Regions from separate parts of the Arabidopsis thaliana genome. Here region 1 is linked to region 2. A link is a contact called in public capture Hi-C data. All regions are on one chromosome and are shown on one strand. The core of a region is the stretch at or near the end of the contact, and the rest is flanking DNA. Distances in the headings are between cores, read along the strand shown.

Region 1 (3,614 bases), core at 162-2,661, 50 kb after region 2:
CTTCACCCATTTAACCATAGTCTTCAACGCCATTCTATAAGCATCTTCACTCTCCATCTCAACGATTCTCTTCTTCTCATCCTTGAAAGAACCTTCCCTTCAAATAACAAATCGAAAAAAATAATCAAATCATAAGTATTATACAGAAAAGTATTTGAGAACCTATACTTAAGAAACAATGACGAGAGCTTTAAATTTCATGATTGATAACATACAAGATCTTCATTTTGAAGCCAGTCCTCCACCACAAGTATGTGTTGAACACAACTATATCAGCCCCTCGCCAATGCCTACCGTGTTTGTTGATCGATCCTTTCCTCACAATTCGATCTGATACTCTATGAACTGTTGCGTTATCTGAATTCGATTCTAGAAGAAACGGTGCCCAATAGAACTCAATCGTTGCATTGTAATCCTACATAAACATACCACAAGAATCTATAAGAATCCTAACCAAGCCAACAGTTTTCACATCTAAGCTTAATCTTTGTCATCCTCATACTCAGATCTCTATGAATTGTAACATCAGATTCTACAAAGCAACTTCAATGGCTTCCGCAAGACTTTCTAAATCTGAACCAAACTTACCTTGAGAGAGAAGACGGTGAGTGATCCGAAAGTATCCATGGATTTGGAGTTCTCTGGGATTTGTGAATGAAGAAGACAGATGAGAGAAACATACATTCCTCTGTTCAACGAATCTCCAACGAACATCATCTTCTTCCCTCTTAAGCTCTCCAACATCACCGTCGCATTAAACCTATTAACACATTCAACAACCACAGAGCAAATCCGATCTGAAGATCAATCACCGAATCGCATTCAAAATCGAACGGAGAGAGAGACTAACGAAGGAAGTGAGCAGGAATCAGGTCGCCATCTCCATGACTGATAATCACTATCGGGACGGCCATGCGTGCGGCAAGTGAGCTGCGGCTGAATGTACGGACACTCGGATTCTCTGTAAAGTGGACGCGTTGACCAGTCTTTGACCCAATTCCCTTTGAAGACATCGCATCCTTCCGGCGTTTTACCTACTGCAAAAGCAGGTGGCGGAGGAGATGGCGGTGGAGGAGATGGTGGTGGAGGAGACGGTGGTGGAGGAGAAGGCGGAGGAGGAGATGTTGGTGGAGGCGGAGGAGGTTCGTCAACTACAACGACGATTGCGGATTGGTGGACGATCGTCGGAGAGTGAAGAGATCGACGAGAGAAAGAGATGAAATCGTGGCCGTAGATGAAGGCGGCGAGTAAGATGAAAGCGAGTACGGTGAAGAAGAAGTGTGTGAGACGGCGTTTTCTACGGTTAGACGGTGAAAACAACGCCGTTGTCATATTTTTTTTTTTCTTTTATTATAACGTTTACCTTTTTTTTTCTTTTTCCTTTTTACGCCTTTCTCTTTTTATGGTGTAGTAATGACAAAATTTGGTTTGATTAAAACTTTAATTTGGAGTATACTGAATTATTATAGTATATGATTTTAATGTTTATAAACAAAGCTATAATTTGTTGTACTTGCACGATCCAAAACCAAACCCATGTTCTTGCCCATAATTAAGCACGACTGTTTATATTTTAATTCAAACTTACAAAATTGGAACAATTTCGTTGCTTGTATCCAATGAACTTATCTATCTCCAAATTAGTCTGAATTCCAATTTGGATTACGGTGTTATAAAACAAAAAGAAAGCAAGAAAAGCCACTACACTTTTTGCTAATCACATGTTTGAACTTTTAAAGGATCAACAATAACATTTAACTTTGTTTGTATTCAAAGGCCTTATAAGCATTTTATCAGATCCAATAAAGAAGAATCCAACTTTTCATGCCTTAATCAGTAATCACAGGCCAAGGCCCATATAAATATCTTATCTCTCTGCTTTCGTGTAAGTTTACTTTATAAAAAAAATGAAATTGTCATGTCGTTTAGATTCACATCAAAAGAATGATAAATTCACATGCTCTGTTTTTTTTCTTCTTTAATTTGGCGTACGAATAAACCAAAAGAAGAATAAATTAAATAAAAAGCCATCGTCATCATCTTCCTTCGTTGACCACTGCAAAATGCGAGAACTTCTTCGCGCCTATTTCTCTCGAAGAACTCTCGTATCTCTTTACAATCTCTTCTTCACCCTCTCCCGTAAGCTCCTCACTTCATTTCCCCTCTCTCTCCTCATGCCCAAATCCAACGATGACGACGTTGCACAATCTGAAGCCGTTCCGTTGCTTGATCTTGTCAAGCCATCGTTACCTATATCTTTCCCGATCAAAGCTCTTCAAGACCTGAAATCTCGCTCTTACTTTGATTCCTTTCATTTCCAGTTTAATCGCTCCACAGTACCTTTCCGCCGAAACTCCGACTGTTTACCGAATCGCCCAAGGGTTTTAGTCTGCCATGACATGAAAGGAGGGTATGTAGATGACAAGTGGGTACAAGGGTGTGAAAACGAAGCCGGATTTGCGATTTGGCATTGGTACTTGATGGACATTTTTGTTTACTTCTCTCATTCTCTGGTCACTATTCCTCCTCCTTGCTGGACCAATACTGCTCATAGGCATGGCGTTAAAGTAAGTAAGCTCAAAACTTTTTGATTGTTCAACATCCAAAGTTTCGATTTTTATTGAGATATCTCTGAGTTTGCTGATTAGGATGATAAAATTAGAGAGTTTGATTGTTTGTGTACAGAGATATGAATATTGCTGAGGATTTTATTGGTAAAAGTGTTTACTTTCTTGTGTGTTATGGAAATATAAAGGTATTGGGGACTTTCATCACAGAATGGGATGAAGGAAAAGCTACCTGCAAAGAGATGCTTGCCACAAAGGAGTCTGCTCAAATGTATGCAGAGCGTTTGGCTGAACTTGCTACTGCTCTAGGCTTTGATGGGTGGCTGGTGAGCATTTTTTGCTTGGTTTTTATAAGATATCTGTATTTGATGGGTGGCTGGTGAAGAAAGACTTCTATAATATATAGACTGTCACTTGCAGATAAATATAGAGAATGATATAGATGAGGAACAGATTCCAAATATGAAGGAATTCGTCAGCCATCTAAAAAAAGTCTTGCATTTATCGACACCTGGGGCTTTAGTCATATGGTGAGTTGATCAGAAGTTTTTCTTTGTTCTTTTTGTATACCACTTTGTTCTGATAACTTTCTGCAGGTATGACAGTGTCACTGTTCGTGGTAATCTTCAGTGGCAAGATCAATTGACTGAGCTGAACAAACCTTTCTTTGACTTATGCGATGGAATATTCATGAACTACACATGGAAGGTCTGTCTATGGGTTTGATCAATCTCTCGAGTCTCAGTTTCTTCTATTTGTCTTGTTTTACTATTAGTGAGTAATGATGTATCAGGAGAGCTACCCAAACCTATCAGCTGAAGTTGCTGGGGACAGAAAATTCGATGTCTACATGGGAATTGATGTTTTTGGGCGGGGCTCTTTTGGTGGTGGGCAATGGACTGTATGTCTCAGCCACTCTTTAATATTTGCTTCTCTATTGGTGTAGAGTACAAAACAATGATCTATACTTAAATATTTCTTTTCTTCCTATTCTTTTACATGCTAGGTAAATGCTGCTCTGGATTTGCTGAAGAGAAACAATGTGTC
Region 2 (3,439 bases), core at 486-2,985:
AGCTAAGATCTAAACACATGTTGCATCATCATCTTCTACATGTTTTTTCATTGAATGCTTTTATAATGCTGAGACTTTATAAAATGTATAACTGAGTTTAGTTTGGCATTGGCTAAACTTTAGGATTACACTTCGGTGAATGTATAACTGAGTGTCTTATTATCGTTGCAAAATTATTACAGAAGACTATTTAAATTTTAGTTTTTGATAACTTTCCTTTTCCACGAATCAAACCCAGCTTTCGTGATTCCTCAGTTATAATATTAACCGTAGTCGAATTTTCACTAAGTACAATGGAGAGGGGGTCTTTAAAGTTGTTCATGCCATCGCTAATAACGTGCCAAAACAATGCTCCTGCAGCTGGACCGCCTTTTTCAGCAGACTCGTAAATGGTGTCAAACGTTGCGTTGAACACTGCGTCTCTCTGAGCCTGAGTGTAGCCTGGTGTGTTCGTTGGTTTCCCGAATTCTCCTAGGATTAGAGGTTTTTTAAGAATGTTTTGTGCATCTTCAAGGTGACATTCGAGCCATTTTCTTAACAAGTTTAATCGAGATTTCTCATCCAAGTTTGGAAACCTGCAAAGTCGAAAAGTTTGGGATGATAACGAACATGTTGCAAAATTAATGATTTTAATAAGCTGATGTGTTCAAAAAAGAAAAAGTTAGTACGAAAATGTGAGTTTATCATTGTATCTACCATAAGTCGGGGTAAGAGTGAATCGATGCGAAATCAATGGCATCGAGTTTGTGATTAGCGATGAAATCAGTTCCAAGAACGTTGGCTGCAACCGGATTTAGAGATGTCTTTCTTTGAGGAGATGAGTCACCATAGAAGCCTTCAAGACCAGTAGAGAGGAGATGCTTTGAGTCAACAGATTTCACATAAAGAGCCATTTCATTCATCCAAGCCGTAAGGGTTTTTCCACTTGGATCTGCTCTGCATTGTGGTTCGTTCATAAGCTCCCAACCCATAATGGTTGGTTCATCTTTGTACTCAACTTTGGTAAATGTATTCACTCTGTTCACCATAGTCTACAACGAGAGAGAAAATTAAAAAGATCATAGGTTATATAATCAAAAAGATCATAGGTTCTAGTATTTGTACCTTGACGTGGTTCTTGTAGTACTGTTTAACAAGAGGGTTTGTGTAGAAATCGTCATCTGAAGATACGTTTTGGCCTGTGTTTTTAGCCCAATCAACGTATTGTTTCCTCCCTCCAAAGTCAGAATAGTTATTGACAAAGGTGATTATCATTTTTATACCGAGTCTTTTTGCTTCCGCTATCGCAAAATCCAAACCCTTTAATTTCCACCCGGAAAAATTTAAGAGTTAAGACAAACTAATTCATTATCAATATAAAACATACATTTTTGAGCTGTTTCTCTCTATATTAAAGACCTACTTACCTGAAAAGTTTTTTCATCGTAGACACCAGGGGCAATTTGGAGAGCGCGGTAGCCGCCATCGCGGAACCCCCAAGTGCGGACGATGGTCAAATCGTGAATGGTTGCATTTTGAAACACATAAGTGATCTTAAACCTTGTGGTCGAATCGGTGGCTTCGTACGCGAGCCAGTAGGCATTGAAGCCATTAGCGTAAAATGGTTTCCCATTGAGAATAAACTGGACGCCTTTTCTACTCACGAAGCCATCACTCGACGCAGATTTTACTCCTAGATCGCTAGAGTTTTGTGCGATCAGAATTGCTAAAAGCACGACAAAACACAAACACTTCATATCCTTTTCTACTTTGTTTTTGTTTTTGTGCTCTTATCGTTTTCATTTCAACGAATATATATATAGAAGGCATAAGTGCTTTCTTACAATTGCAATGCATGAACATTCTAAGTCGTGGATTTTCATAATTATACACGTGACATCCATAATATATAAGAAATAAATAAACAATAATTTTTACATATAGTTATTAAAATAAAACAATTATTATTACAACACATAAAAAGAACAATTAGAATTTATAGAATATCACCTTTTATGGTCTAGTTATTTTGTAATCTTTATTTGAAAACCGTTCATTGACTAACTTTCATTGTGGTCAACATGTTGATTATCTTCCTAATCAATACTGGCTAACCATATTTATTCTTCTAATGACCTTCTTTGGTTATTTCCCCTTGAAATCAGTCACCAAACTATATGATTTGTTTCCCTCGATGCCTCTCTAATTTCAAAATTCAGTGGTAGCTCAAATTATCTTCTTAATTTCAAAGAAAACACACAAACAAATAATGTTAATTATCTTGAACGCAAACACATTCAAATTAAATGTGAAAATGCAAAAGCAAACAATTAACTCTAATGCATACAACATACCTAAAAAAAGTAAATGCCAAACTACATCAACGTTAGACAATAGCGCTAAATATATATTTTAAGAGTTAAGACATCAGTTTCAATATTTCTAAACCCAAACAAAAAACCTAAATGCAAACGCAAAACATATAATATTTCTTCTTCTCTTCTCCAATCAAAATCCACAAAAGCAAAACAAACAAAAAAGCACAAATAGTTTCGAGAAAAACTAATTTGGAAGTGGTTAGAATTTTAAGATTGTTTATACGCTTTTTTTTTTTCATGATCTGGATTGTTTATACGTCAACAATAACAAAAATGAAATATGAGTTTTCCCTTTATGAAACTTCTAAACGTGAAGCTATTATCTGGTCCCCTCAATATAATTTTTGTAGGCCACTACGAGAACTTTACTTATCATAATGAGGCCCAATAAGGCCCACTGAAGACCTATATTGCTGCTGACTTGTTAGATAGCCTACGAGCAGAGTTGAGATCAAGAGACATCCAAATATAGTTTTGGAATGTATAAAAAGTTGGATATCATTTCAGTATATAATAGAATTTTATTTTTATTTTTTATCATTGCATTACATATTTTCAAATTATAAATGCTATAAAATATTAAATAAAGACTTTATTTAAATGTTAAATTTTGATTTTGCTGACTAAACTTTACTTTCTTGTGGTCTCACCAAGCAAACCCATCTTTCGTGCATGCTCACTTATAATATTAACCGTCGACGACTTGTCACTAAGTATAATGGAGGAGGGACCTGCAAAGTTGCTCATGCCTTCGCTAATAACCTCCCAAAACAATGCTCCCGCGGCCGAACCGCCTTTTTGCGCAGATGCGTAAATGATGTCATATGTTGTGGTGAACACGCCGTCTCTATTAGCCAGAGTGTAACGTGGTGTGTCCGATCCTAACCCAAATTCTGCTAGAATTACAGGTTTTTTAAGAATGTTCTGCGCATCTTCGATGTGGCCTTCAAGCCATCTTTTTATGAAGGCCAGTCGAGAGTTCTGATCCAACCTTTGAAACCTGTGCATAAATCCAAAAAGTTCAGTGGTTGTTGATTTGTAAACCCTAATAACATTTTTTATTTATAGAATCGATGTTAGAG

What was found. Capture Hi-C pulls out chosen DNA fragments and counts their contacts.
Region 1: a capture Hi-C map of root shows a contact between it and region 2, with 2.8 times the contacts expected there. A contact is called at or near these places in 3 of 26 Hi-C or Micro-C datasets (callus, leaf and shoot) and 2 of 3 other capture datasets (root and seedling).

The regions. Positions count from the first base shown.
Region 1 is chr3:3,457,969-3,461,582 of TAIR10.1, forward strand. TBL32 (TRICHOME BIREFRINGENCE-LIKE 32) reads right to left here and starts at 1,412. Exons shown (of 5, transcript NM_111940.3): 1 at 851-1,412; 2 at 589-760; 3 at 216-415; 4 at 1-97. The coding sequence starts at 1,332. It overlaps ENGase85B (Glycosyl hydrolase family 85), which reads left to right and starts at 1,971. Exons shown (of 11, transcript NM_001337912.1): 1 at 1,971-2,567; 2 at 2,756-2,893; 3 at 2,988-3,097; 4 at 3,164-3,275; 5 at 3,361-3,468; 6 at 3,574-3,614. The coding sequence starts at 2,064.
Region 2 is chr3:3,407,265-3,410,703 of TAIR10.1, forward strand. It overlaps AT3G10890 (Glycosyl hydrolase superfamily protein), which reads right to left and starts at 1,736. Exons shown (of 4, transcript NM_111926.2): 1 at 1,407-1,736; 2 at 1,105-1,299; 3 at 697-1,031; 4 at 68-575. The coding sequence starts at 1,736. The coding sequence ends at 191. AT3G10880 (tropomyosin) reads left to right here. Exons shown (of 4, transcript NM_001337902.1): 4 at 361-657. AT3G10900 (Glycosyl hydrolase superfamily protein) reads right to left here. Exons shown (of 4, transcript NM_111927.1): 4 at 2,988-3,357. The coding sequence ends at 2,988.